Linked DNA regions of Lactuca sativa: region 2 is linked to region 1. A link is a contact called in public Hi-C data. All regions are on one chromosome and are shown on one strand. The core of a region is the stretch at or near the end of the contact, and the rest is flanking DNA. Distances in the headings are between cores, read along the strand shown.

Region 1 (6,822 bases), core at 2,330-4,829:
ACATTTTACTTTCATTTTTTTATTATTGGTTTGTACTTTCAAATGTTGATCCATTATAGCGTTGTATTTAAATATAATGTTATTTGATTAATATAAGGATGATCTAATTGAAATGACATACTTGGTATTTCTTCATTTAACCCAAAAAAAGACGCTAAGGAAAAAAAAAAGTAACAAAATGTAAGGAATTTATATCCAGTTGACCAATACAATTGCATAAAACAAACAATTCTTTTTCACTACGATGATATAAACCACAATTCCTTCTTCGTTCCATCAAACCAAACACTATCTAAATAACTGATTGTGTGTATCTTTCAAGCAAAGTATAATAGATTCATGAAAAACTGAATTTAAAAAAAAATGAAAAAAAACAAAACTCCAATCAAATTTGAACAACAATATACAAAAATAAAAATTCCAAAATTCCAAAACAAAACAAGAATCACACCCACGAGTCCAAAAATTTTAAGCGCGGGTTCTCCCGTAGAGGTTCTGGTAGACAACCTTAGTTCGGCGAACAAGTATCAAACTTAAGATAAGTGCGATGATACAAAGTCCTGACATTATCATGAATGTCAAAAAGAAGCACACTGAGCCTTCGCACTTGAGAGCGTCATCCGTGTCAAAAAGTTTGGTAAGAAAAGAAGAAGTGGAATTGGTAATTTGTTGATGGCGTTGTGCTGCTTGTTTCTCGGCTTCAGAGTCGTAAATATAGCTGGCAATGACACCAGAGAACACTAGTGAACCCGCAGGGTTCGCTAGTGTTAGGAAATTGTACAACGCTCCGAATTTTTTGAGTCCAAATAATTCGGAAGCTGTAGCAGGTACGATGGCCCAGTGGGCCCCGTACCCTAACCCGATTAGAAGTGTACCGATGTACATTGCACCGGGCCAACCCATGGCAAAGAATAAATGCCCGACTGCCATTATGGCTTGGGCAACTGCCATGGCTACGGGTCGGGGGTATGCGTAATCCCTGAAAAATGAAAAAAAAAATTATTAGAATTATCAAGGTTTTGGAATATTAGAGATCGCAATTTTAACGGTTTTCCTAAAATTGTTGATTTTGGTTGTGTTTTATCTATAACGGATCAATCGGCAAAAGAAAAGGTTAAATGATAGTAAAAGCAGCATACTTTCATTCATTCATTTATTAAAGCATCCTACTTACCATTGTATTTTGAAAAAACAACTCAATTATAGAAATATGATTTGAAGACAAAGCAATTATAACTACTATAATTAGGTAGATTTTTAAAGAAGTGCTTTAATAGGAGAAAAACTGAAAGTAGAATTCTATAATTTGTTAAAATTTTCAAAATATGATGCACTAAAATTGAAAACTAAAAGTACAATGCTACAATAGAAAAAAAAAGTAGAATGCTATAATAAATAAATGGCAATTTCAACCCATTTTCCAAAAAATGGCTTGATGTTTTACCTCTTCAACATTATACTTTTAAAAATCCACCAACTACAACAATAAATAAATAAAAAAAACAATTTCTCGCTACCACGCTAGAATTGAAGGTAAGAAAGTATAGTTTGTAATAAAAAAAAAACAAAAGTAGAATGTTATAATAAACAAATAAATAAAAGTATGTTTTTGTCATTGTATTTACCCAAAATCAAATACAAGAAACAACAACATACTTTCATGTATTTTCTTCACTATAGCATCCTACTTTCCTTTCTCCCCATTACATCATTTTTATTTTTATTTTAAATCTATCAACTATATAAAATACAATACTATATAAGGAGGTAGCTTTTCAAAGTAATTATAGTACAAACTATAATACACAAACAAACAAAAGTATTTATAACTTTATAAAGACATAATAAGTTGTATACCTGACAATGATCTCTGAGAAATAGCCACCTCCAACACGACCCAAGAAGTTCCAAATACTGATCATGGAGACAAAAATATGCGTGTTATCATACCCTAAAGACTCACTCATCTGCCCTAAATTATCAATCACTGTTAACCCTGAACCAGATCCCAACAGAAGCGACCAAAAAATCAACCAGAAATCTGCCTTAATCAAAGCTTGTGTCAGATCAAAATCCTCCCCTCGATGTGGTCCTCTTCGCCTCTTAATCCTCACCGCTCCTTCTGCCGCCGCCTGAGCCAGCTTCGACTGTAGTTGCAGGATCCTCTTTTGTCGTTCTGATGCCGGAAGTAAATCGACTTCTCTCGGCTTCTCATCTTCTAGTTCACTGAATATGATTTCGTTTGGATCGTGTTCGGATCTTTCGGGTTCTTTGTATTCTGATTCGGGTAGAAGAGATTCTTCGTTTGGGTTTGGGTTTCTCCGATCTGAAGAAAAGGTTAACCATAATGGAATTCCGATCGGAACTACTAACAGGACGAACAAAATCGCGGTGAAAATTTGGACTATGGTTTGGCTTAGATCGACTAAATCTTCGACGAGCATAACACCCATTAAGTAAGCGGCGAGAATGAGACAGATGCAGTAGATGAACGAGAAGCTTGATGCGTCTGATGTTCGGAGTTGTCTGTGACCTCCGACTGGTCTGACGATGAACATGAGGGAGATGACCACCATGGAAGGTCCCACGGCGACCATGAAGATAAGGGAAGCGCTATCTGGTGATTTGACTAACGCGTATATCTGGGTTAAGATTGCGCCGCCGAGACCTGCAAATCCCTTTAGGATTCCGACGACTGGGCCACGGCTTTTGGGGAAGTTTTGAACACATGAAACTAGTGCGACTGTGTTGAAGTATGTTTCGCCATTTGTTCCGATGAATATCAGAAGGCACATCTGCAAATCAACGTATCAACATATCAACATCACTAAAACGTTTTGATTTGTCTGAAAATTAATGAATACAGAAGCTAAATCACTTCGAAATGGATCAATTGAATGCATACCCAGAGAAATTCGTTTAATCGAACTCATGATCAACAGAATTTTGAATAAACAAAACAGAAATCAAATCAGGTTGAGTTATACTATTATACTATTAAGCTTCTTCATGATAAAACCAAAAGGAAATGATTCATGATTGGATAGGTGATCAACGGAGTGGTCCACTGACACACGTCTCGTTGACTAGTAATTAAGATGATCGGAGAAATAATACTTACAACCCACAATGGCAACACCGGAGCTCTACCGGTGATGATGAGCCACACCCAACCATACCCAACAAAGTTCTGAACAGCACCAACAAGTAACAGAGCCCACAACGGCAATATCTCCGACATACTTCCGGCCAAAAATCCAACACTATCACCGAGATCCTTAGCTACACCCAATCTCGCAACCTGCTTCTGATTATAGTTCAATGAACTCTTGATCACCGGAGAAATACTTCCGAACAAGTAGCCGATTCCGGCGCACGATTGAATCCACATTGCCGCCACAAAAACAAGCCATCTGTTGTTGAAGAAAGTGAGGATCAAATCCTTGACCCGACCCATTTTTGTGAATCCAGAGAGAATGGATGTTGGTGTTGTAGTTTTCCGATTTCTAATATCGGGAAGTGAAGATCTGTGTGATCAAAACAGACTTTTTGTGATGAATTCAGGATGTAGATTGCTTTGCTGTCAACACTGTCCTTTTCTAATTTTTAAATATTTTTTGTTTGTTTGGCAGGATATTGGAAAAAATACGAAATGCCTTTTAAAAAAAATCTGTCCACATTGGTTTTGCTATTTTAAATGAAAATGATGATAACTATTTGTTTGGCGGTATATCCATGTTTTATTTTTACAAAATTGCAAAAATGGTCGTTTGATTGTAAAAAATATATGATTTCTGATTAAAAATGTTTGGTGGTATATTATTGTTTTTATTTTAGATATTTTGTATGGTTTTAGTCTGTATTTAGTTAACTATAACAATTTGACTGTTAATTTTATTAGATTGATAATTTTACTCTCATTAATCATTTTTATAATCGTGTCTTTTTACCAAACTATAAGAACCATTTATACATATTTTCTTTTTAATTTTATTGAATTATTATATATAAATAAATATTATTTTTAATATATAATATTTATTGAAAATAGATGTCCACTGTTATAATTAATTTGTATAACTTTGAAAATAATAACAAATTCATTTTAGGATTGATTTCAATAGCTAAAATAGCAAAAAAAAATGAGAGTAAGATAAATAGTTTATTAATTTATTATTGGTTAATAAATTAATTAGAAACTTATTGAAACTTGTTGGAATTATATATATATATATATATATATATATATATATATATATATATATATATATATAATTAAAAGATATTTGGCTTATGAATAGTGACATGTACAAGTTGGCTTGAAATATGGAGATGTGACCTCTCTTTTGCATTGTCATTGGCTCGCCACCTCCTTCTTCTATAACCAAATAACCATTGTCTTCTTCTTATCTTTATATGTCGTCCACATCACCTTTTAATCATGGAATTGCCATCGATTTTGCTTATGTTTTTGGTGCACATGCGCTTCCAATCGGAGATGAAGGGTAGCAAAAGCTACAATAATTGTGCGCCTACATTTATGCATACTAAGTGACCATCGTTGTTGTGACAACCCGAAATTTCCATTCTGAACAAAACATATCAAACCAATAGAAGTTGGAACAGTTACAGAGAAATTCCAGACTTTGGGTATAAGTTTGAGTATTTCAGGTTTAACGCTTAAGGAGATATCAAGAGAGTGGATGCACTAGGGTTTTGTGCAACACTGTTATTCCAATTCTCTAGGATATTAGAGTTCATTCCGGGAATAAAATATTTTCTGCTAAAAATATCAGGACTATCTATAGAAATCTGAGCCATATTCATTCATTAGTTACATTTTCAACTAGAGAAAAGCCATTTTCTCTCTCACGGATCTTCGGGTTTTTATCCCAAATCGTGAGTACCTCTCTCTAGTTGTATTATATAACTTAGATTGTGCTTAATAACATCAAAATCATGACAGAACAACAAGATTTGTGAGTTTACCGCCCAAGAACACCTTGGGGAGTAAACTCCTTTTCACGAGCCAAATGGTGCCTAGTCCTTCCTTAAGCCATGAAACTAGTTTGGACTTGTACACAAATGAGTTTAGGGACAGAAAACAACCTCAAAACACTAAGATATGTGAGTTTACCGCCCAAGAACACCTTGGGGAGTAAACTCCTTTTTAAGGGCCAAAGTGTACCCAATGTCCCTACAAACTTTGGAAATGAACCTTGAGGCTACACATGACATGTTTAGACATCCAAAACAAATATAATCAAGGGTTGAAAGTGAGTTCACGGCCAAGGAAGTTCTTGGGCCGTGAACTCCATATTAGGGTGCCAAAATGCCCTAAAGACCTTCATTAAGCCAAGAGACAAACATAGCATCTTACCTTGATGTGTGTAGGACCCAAAACAATAAAAATATCAACACCCATGAGTGTTTATGGCCGCAAACACATGACCAAATGGTCCATGGGCCGTGAACTCAAGTTAAGGGTGTTTTGATGCCATACACACTTCCAAAGGCTTAGGCTTGAAATTAGAATGCTTCCTTATGACCTTTAGGACCCTCATAAACATAAATGGCCATGAGTTTACGGTAGTAAACTCATTTTGGCCGTGAACTCCTTAGAACTTCAAAGAAAGTGGGTTTTCTTCATCCTAAATTAGAGCTAATGTCCCTAAATCATTCCCAAGCCTTCAAACTTGCATTCCCACATGAGTAGCCATGAGTTTACGGCCGTAAACTCCCTTTGGCCGTGAACTCATGGTAGTAAACTCATGTGCGTGCCTTTATACCTTCCTATGTTGAATCACATGTGATTCCAACACTTGGTCAAGGTGTTACCTAGTCCCGGAAGGTGTTTCCTGTCATATAGATGTTATAAACACTATATTCATGTCAATATGTGTCCTTATATGTCATTTAGGACTTATTGTGTATCGGAACTTCATTCGTGGAACTTCTCATCCATACACGCGTACCCGCTAGAACCACTCACAACAGGTGAGTTCATACCCTTAAATCAATGTTTTAAATGTGTAACGACCCAATTTTCACGTCCAAAAATTTCGTTTTAAAACATTACTTTAAAAGACTTTAATAATTAAAACATTGTTTGATCAAACCATGATACAACGTAAACCGTGTCTAAAAGTCAAATCATACAACCAATCAAAATATTAGAGTATAAATCCCAGAGAATCTCGTAAATACGGAAACCAGAGAGTGTATGTGTGACATGCCGCTACCGCGCCGAATCCTTTCCCCTAGCTGAGGAGGTACCTGAAACCAAAACTGAAAACTGTAAGCACAAAGCTTAGTGAGTTCCCCCATCGTACCACATACCAAATAATCTCATAACATACATATATTGTCAGGCATATCTGGGTGCCCGACCTTCCCCTTCGGCCCTCTCGACCGGACATTGCCTAGCATATCTGGGTGCTGGCCTCCCCTTCGGTCCTTTCGACCGGATACTGCCTAGCATATCTGGGTGCTGGCCTCCCCTTCGGTCCTACCGACCGGATACTGCCTAGCATATCTGGGTGCTGGCCTCCCCTTCGGTCCTACCGACCGGATACTTCGGGGACTATCTCCCCCCTACTGTCACTAGCACATAGCATCATATCATACTAGCAAATAACATAACGCAGGCAATACCTAGATGAGTATCACAGAGACAAACATCTACAAATAACTCCTACTGGTGGGCCGGCATTGTGGCTGTAGACCCACCGCTACTGGAAGGTAACTCACCTCGAAGTAGCTGCTGATCTGATCGGGAACTGACTGCCTACTGCTGATGCTGCTGCTCCGGAAATCCTCCGG
Region 2 (6,570 bases), core at 3,268-5,767, 610 kb after region 1:
CACCTCTCACCCTTATCTCATGGTCTATATCACCTTTGTGTTTCTTGTTTGATGTTTGAGCCCATTTTTGGATGTTTTGGTCCCATTCTTGGATACTCTTGGAATTTGAGGAACTCCAGAGCTTGATATGGTTTTCTCATGGTCATGAACTTCTGAGTTAGTGAGGAAAAGGTCTTAGCTTGAGTGTTATTGATCTCATGTTTGAGTTTTGGTCATATTAAGTGCTTATTGGACTTAGGGCTCATGGTTTTACGTTTGGATGAGGTACTAATGGATAAAGTTGGAGACGTTATCCATTATGTCATTAAGAAGGAGTAGATCTGAAGTTTTGGATTTAGATCTGTAAGGATTAAGTGCCTAGTGAAGAAATGGCACTTCAGACAGTTCTTATGGTGTGGAGAAGGTGACCACAACATGGTGGAGTTTGAAACCTCGACCGTTTTTTCCTAGCATGGTCACGACGTGGCCAAGGAAGGCCACGATGTGGCAATAGACTGCATGTTGACTGTTTGACTTTGACCATTGAGCATTGAATTTTTGACTAGTTTGACTTTTGGTCAAACTTGTGTAGAATCGAGTATTTGAGCAATGATTGATTTTGTTTTGGCTTTAGGAAGCTTGGGTTGGCTGTTCTATTGCTGAGGTAAAGGTCAAGCTTCTAATGAGTAGTTCAGGTGAGTCTCTTCACTATACTCGTTGATTGAACGCACCAATGCCGGCCCACTAGATTATGTTTGCAGGATGATGGTTGTCTTTGTGATACTTGCAAGGAAAGACCATGGGGTAACCCATGACACTTGTATGTAAGATCGAGATTTAGCCCTCGACACTGCAAGGAAAGACCATGGAGGTAGCCTATGACTCTTGTATGTAAGACTGAGATTTAGCCCTCGACATTTCAAGGAAAGACCATGTGGGTAGCCTATGTCACTTGAATGTTTGGTATGTGGTATTTTGGGAAACTTACTAAGCTTTGTGCTTATGGTTTTATGGTTTAAGCATTTGCAGGTACTTTAAGTTTTAAAAAGAAGAGTCTGACTTGATCGCACTACATCCCCTGCAGATTTATTCTGCAATGATTATTTATGATTTTACTCTGATGTTTTGAGAATACTTTTACTCTAATCGTCTTTTGAGATAATGTATGAATGGTTATGACTTATTTAAAATAAAAATTTTACTAGGTATTTTTGGGACGTTACAAACTAGACCTACCACTCTTTTTTTTTTTGGAACAACAAATCTATTCTACTCCTACAATACTCCTAATTCTCCACCTATGTCTCTCACGGGACTTGAACCCTCGAGCTCAAGGATGGAGGGCAACAACGGATACCGCTGGGCCAGAAGCCCTTTGGTAGACCTACCACTCACTTTCATATTTCCTTTCGCTACATTGTTACTTCTAATAAACAAGATTCTCTCTACCATAAAATATGACATATTAAAGGTTTCATCTTTATTCCCCACACACATGGATTTATCTTTGCCGTTGTAATCACTAACCTTTAAAAATTGTAGAAAACTAGATCTTTGACCGAAATCTAAAATCAATCCTAAGAATACGATTTTGAGCACTCATGCCTTCAACAACTAGATTGATGACTCATCGGTTTGATAAATTTTCAACGTTAATAGTTTTTATAAAATTTGTAGTTTTGAGGACTCGTCAATTTTATTAGTTTTGTGTACACATCAATTTTATTAGTTTTAAGCACTCATACATTCAACAAACCTTTACTTTTATCAGTTTTTGAGGACTCATCATCTATCAGTTTTTGAGGACTCGTCTTCGATGAAATTATGTTTAGGTTTTGATATTTCTAAGTTTTTATTGTAGGTTTTTTATATGTTGTAGTTTTGATTGTCAGTTGATTTATCAGCTTTGTTATCTTTATACATTTTTAATTGCATGATTTTGATATGATCAGATTAACTTGAAAAATAGTCATTTTAGTTACAGGTTTATGATCTCCCATCCCTCCTCTCATTTTTAGGTTTTGAGGATTCATCTTTTTCTTCTAGTTATGTAAATCTGTACGATTCATGTCACAACATTGCATCATTTTGAATTCTTTACTTTATCTCACTTTGCGGTTTAGTTTAGTCTGGAATGAGTGGTGTCATGAAAATTGCACTCCCTTCACTACCACGTAAGCGTCACGCCAACTTTTACCACAAAAGTGCGGCTCTTTGCCACACCCAATGAGTGGTGCCACACTTTTTTTAATAATTTAATTTAAATTAAACTTCACTTTTAATAAAAAAAAACATAAAATTTCATTACTTCAAAAAAAAAAACATTGCATTGCTTACTTAAAATTAAAAAAAAAACATCAAATTAAAAAAAAATCATACAAACAAAAAAAACACACACATGAAACGATTAAAATAACTTTAAAAAACACAAATGAAATAATGAAATTATACTACATGAAGTCGTCCTCAGAGAACTTGTCTTCTGAGTCATCTAGGGGATCTAAATTGAGGTTAATGTGTTCCACAAATTCCGTGCAATGATTGTGAAATATTTTAGTGCGAACATATCTCTACTCTTCTATCCATGTACTTGTTGCAACCAATTTCTATTGGTTGTATATTGGGGATGGTTTCTTGTTCGTCATACGCACATATCGCTTTTCATCCGTCTTCAGTAATCATATTATGCAATATGCCAATATGATAAATGTATACATGAGTTCTTGAAGTTTTTCCTCGTCTAAATAAATTATTGGTTTTTTTCACTATGTACCAACGCTTCTTAAGAGATCCAAGAGCCCGACTGAGATCCTTCTTAGCTCTTTCTTGAACTCTCTTGAATTTTTCCGTCTAGAACCATGTAGACATGAAAATGATTTAACAAACACACCATACTCAAAATAGATCCCATCAACAAGATAACAACCATACTTATATGACGTTATATATACATGAAAAGAAGAATTTGGTGCAAATCAGTCATATATGTTGTTAAATGTAAGTAAATGATTAAGAATATTGATGTCGTTAATCGAACCAGACGAACAAAAAAAAGTTTTAAATCTATATATCCTGAGTGCGGTCAAACCACATACCGTATGAGATGCTAAATCTGACTCTCTTTAGGTTGTATGAATATATGATGACAACAAATCGAGGAACTAAAAAAACAAGAATAATGTGGTGTGATGGTGGGGTCTATCTAATTTTTGGCTTTTTGTAATTAAAAGAAATATAAAATAAAGTATTAATATAAAAAATTAAATGATACTATTCACATAAATTATAATAAAGGAGAAAATTTATGAATTTTATAAATCACATTAATCATTTATTTAAAAAAAAAGATATTTCCAGTAAAGACCTAATATTTTCATCGATTTGACAAGAAAGTCCTAAAATTTATTTTTTTGACAGTAAAGTCCTAACTACCAGCGGTTTTTGACGCTTTTACATTTTGCCGTTTAACTGGTAATTAGGATTTTTTTTGTCAAAAAATAAATAAATAAAGTTTACAACTTTCTTGTCAAATCGTAAATTAGGACTTTACTGTAAAAAAAAAATTAGGACTTTCTTATTAAATTGTTGAAAATATTGAGACTTTAGTATATATATCAATTTTTTTGGTTAGAAATTTTATGATATGATAGTCTTTAAGCATAAGAGTTATTGAAACATGCTCTAGTTAGCTAGATCTTATTGAAATTCTTAATCTTTGCTTTTTGTTAAATAATTTTTTTAATCTCAACAAAATGATATTGAAAAAATAGAGATAATCAAGAAAGATAGAAAAAATCAGGGTTGTGGTTGTGTTGGTTTTCTGCGGTCCTAAAAATGGAGAACTAAGAAACCAGAAAAAAATCGCCTTCTTACCCCTTCTCCACATTCTCACCGAAAGGCAACTTTTTTTCCTGTTTTGTTAGTTCTCCATTTTTAGGACCGTAAAAATCCAACATAACCCACAACCCTGATGTTTTCTTTCTTCCTTGATTATCTCTATTTTTTTTCAATAATGTTTTGTTGAGATTAAAAAAACTATTTAACAAAAAGCAAAGATTAAGGATTTCAAGAGGATCTCGCTAACTAGAACATGTTTCAATAACTCTTATGCTTAAAGACTATCATATCATTAAATTTCTAACAAAAAAATAGATATATACACTAAAGTCCCAATATTTTCAACAATTTGACAAGAGTCTTAAACTTTATTTTTTGACACTAAAGTCCTAATTTACGATTTGACAAGAAAGTCGTAAACTTTATTTTTTTGACAAAAAAATCATAATTATCGGCTAACTTGCAAAAATGGGTAACAGCGTCAAAAACCATCGGTAGTTAGGACTTTACTGTCAAAAAAATAAATTTTAGGATTTTCTTATCAAATCGATCGATGAAAATATTAAGATTTTACTTATATATCCTTAAAAGATTTACAAATAAATCTAAAAACTATAAGAATCCATTTCATAGTTTTGCAACTTTTTTTTTGGGTGGGCCTAACCATACCCGGCTCATTGTAGCGTGATTTATCAGCTGAGTTGAGTATTGAGAGAGGGAGAAAGAAAGGGATAGAAACACAAACAGAGTGAAACAGAAAGAGGTGAACGAAGGCGGAGAAACAAAAATGGATCCAGACGCTTTATCGAAAGCATTCGTAGATCATTACTACTCGACGTTCGATAACAATCGCGCTGGATTAGCTAATCTGTATCAAGATACTTCCATGTTGACCTTTGAAGGCCAGAAGATCCAAGGCTCTCAGAACATCGTCGCCAAGCTCACCTCCCTCCCTTTCCAGCAGTGCAAACACAGCATCACCACCGTCGATTGTCAGCCATCTGGACCTGCCGGCGGTATGCTTGTTTTCGTCAGCGGAAATCTCCAGCTTGCTGGTGAACAGCACGCTCTGCGATTCAGTCAGGTATTTCTTCAAACACCTTGTCCGCACAACTTTATTTCGATTGCTTTAATCTGGATCTTAATCTGTGCTTTTGATTCATAGAATAGTGAGAATTTAGGGTTTACATTACAATCCTAATTGAAAACGGCCTAGATGTTTTGTCGTTGCTTGGAGAGCTTCGATTAATGCCCTCAACTACAGATTTGTGACGATTAATACAGTTTCACTTTGATCATCTTGACAACATTCAACAAATGTTTGTGTTTAATTTCAACCACCCCACTTTGCTGTGGTGCGTATACACTTAAATTCTGAATCGCAACTCTCTCTTTGTTAAGAACACTAGTAATATTGAGCTCTAACAGCTTTCCCAAACTGATTTCTTACAAGATTGTAAAACATATCCAACTCTCTTAACTCACAAGACTTATGCTCACTGACATGAAAGGGTTCTCTAGTGTTACAGAAGTTGGAACTTTCAAATTTCCAATGTTCATAACTTTATGGAAACTATTAGGCTGATCAGTTTTTATGTTTAAATCACTTATGTCAACAACATTTGTAACTCCTTATTAGCATTGTCCTATGTTTATCAACTCCTAAATCAATGATCCAAACATTTGATTTTACAAGTTTTAAGACAAGTTTGTGGCATTACTGTATGTCACATATCTTTTAATTGTATTCATTAGGCTATTATACTTATATTTGTTTTCTCATTGCACCATTTTGGTGGATTTCAATTGGGTGAACAGGTATTTAATCCTATATGGCATCCATGTGGATTTTTTTTTTTTTTAAATTCATGAATTGTAGAAAGTGTTTGTTGAAGAATTTCTGATAGTGGCTGATTTTTGATTCAGATGTTCCATTTGATGCCGACACCACAAGGAAGCTTTTATGTGTACAATGACATATTCCGCTTGAATTATGCATGAGAAAAGGTGTCATATTCAAACCCCAAGTGTGTTTTTTAGATTTTCAACATCCATTTCTTGTCAAATTTCAAATATGCTTTTTTTTAATTAGAGTATTAAGATGATAAATCAATCATTTTAGTCTCTAGATGTTGCTTATCTTTCTAAACTTGAAGATTATGTTTGTTTTCATATGAAACTTGTTCTTATAATTCTTATCATTTGTGGTCTTGAATCCTGGGATTTGGTTGAAATTGGAATTGTTTACCATTCTAATCATGTGTTTGAATGTAAATGAATATGGAGTTGAATGCTTGTTGGAATGTAGAAATCCATTTTAAGGATGGATTTCAACCTTCCAATAGATACCATGGAACTCAATTCCTTTTTTTTTTTTTTTTTTTTTGTGAAAGCTTACAAATTCCATTCAAGCTATGTTTAAAAGGCTAGCTGAAAAACTAGTTGGGAGCCTATAAAAGCTAATTGATACCTGAAAAGCTAGCTACTCTTGAAAAACTAGTTTAAGACTGTGTTTGGCGCGCTACAGCTATCTAGCTATTTGATATGCTAGTTTATTTTTTAAAGTTTTTTAAGTTGTCATGTTTGACAAACCAAAAAATAATTTAGAAGTTAGCTTTTTGAAAAACTATTTAAACTAGCTATTTTGGAGATTTTTAAAAATTTTCAAATGTACCATTTAATTGATTTTTGAAACAAATTCTTTTAAATGTTTTTTTATGACATTTTATATCTTTCGGCTAGCTTTTCTATTAG

The links. Hi-C and Micro-C count contacts between places; a contact is called where the count stands out from the background.
Region 2: a Hi-C map of leaf shows a contact between it and region 1, with 8 times the contacts expected there. The contact joins the promoter of LOC111877721 here to the promoter of LOC111877720 in region 1. A contact is called at or near these places in 4 of 4 Hi-C or Micro-C datasets (bud, leaf and seed).

What each region holds. Positions count from the first base shown.
Region 1 is chr3:209,201,311-209,208,132 of Lsat_Salinas_v11, forward strand. It overlaps LOC111877720 (protein NUCLEAR FUSION DEFECTIVE 4), which reads right to left and starts at 3,580. Exons shown (of 3, transcript XM_023874228.3): 1 at 3,122-3,580; 2 at 1,858-2,795; 3 at 312-979. The coding sequence starts at 3,457. The coding sequence ends at 469.
Region 2 is chr3:209,808,142-209,814,711 of Lsat_Salinas_v11, forward strand. LOC111877721 (nuclear transport factor 2B) reads left to right here and starts at 4,518. Exons shown (of 2, transcript XM_023874229.3): 1 at 4,518-4,900; 2 at 5,743-6,017. The coding sequence starts at 4,604. The coding sequence ends at 5,817.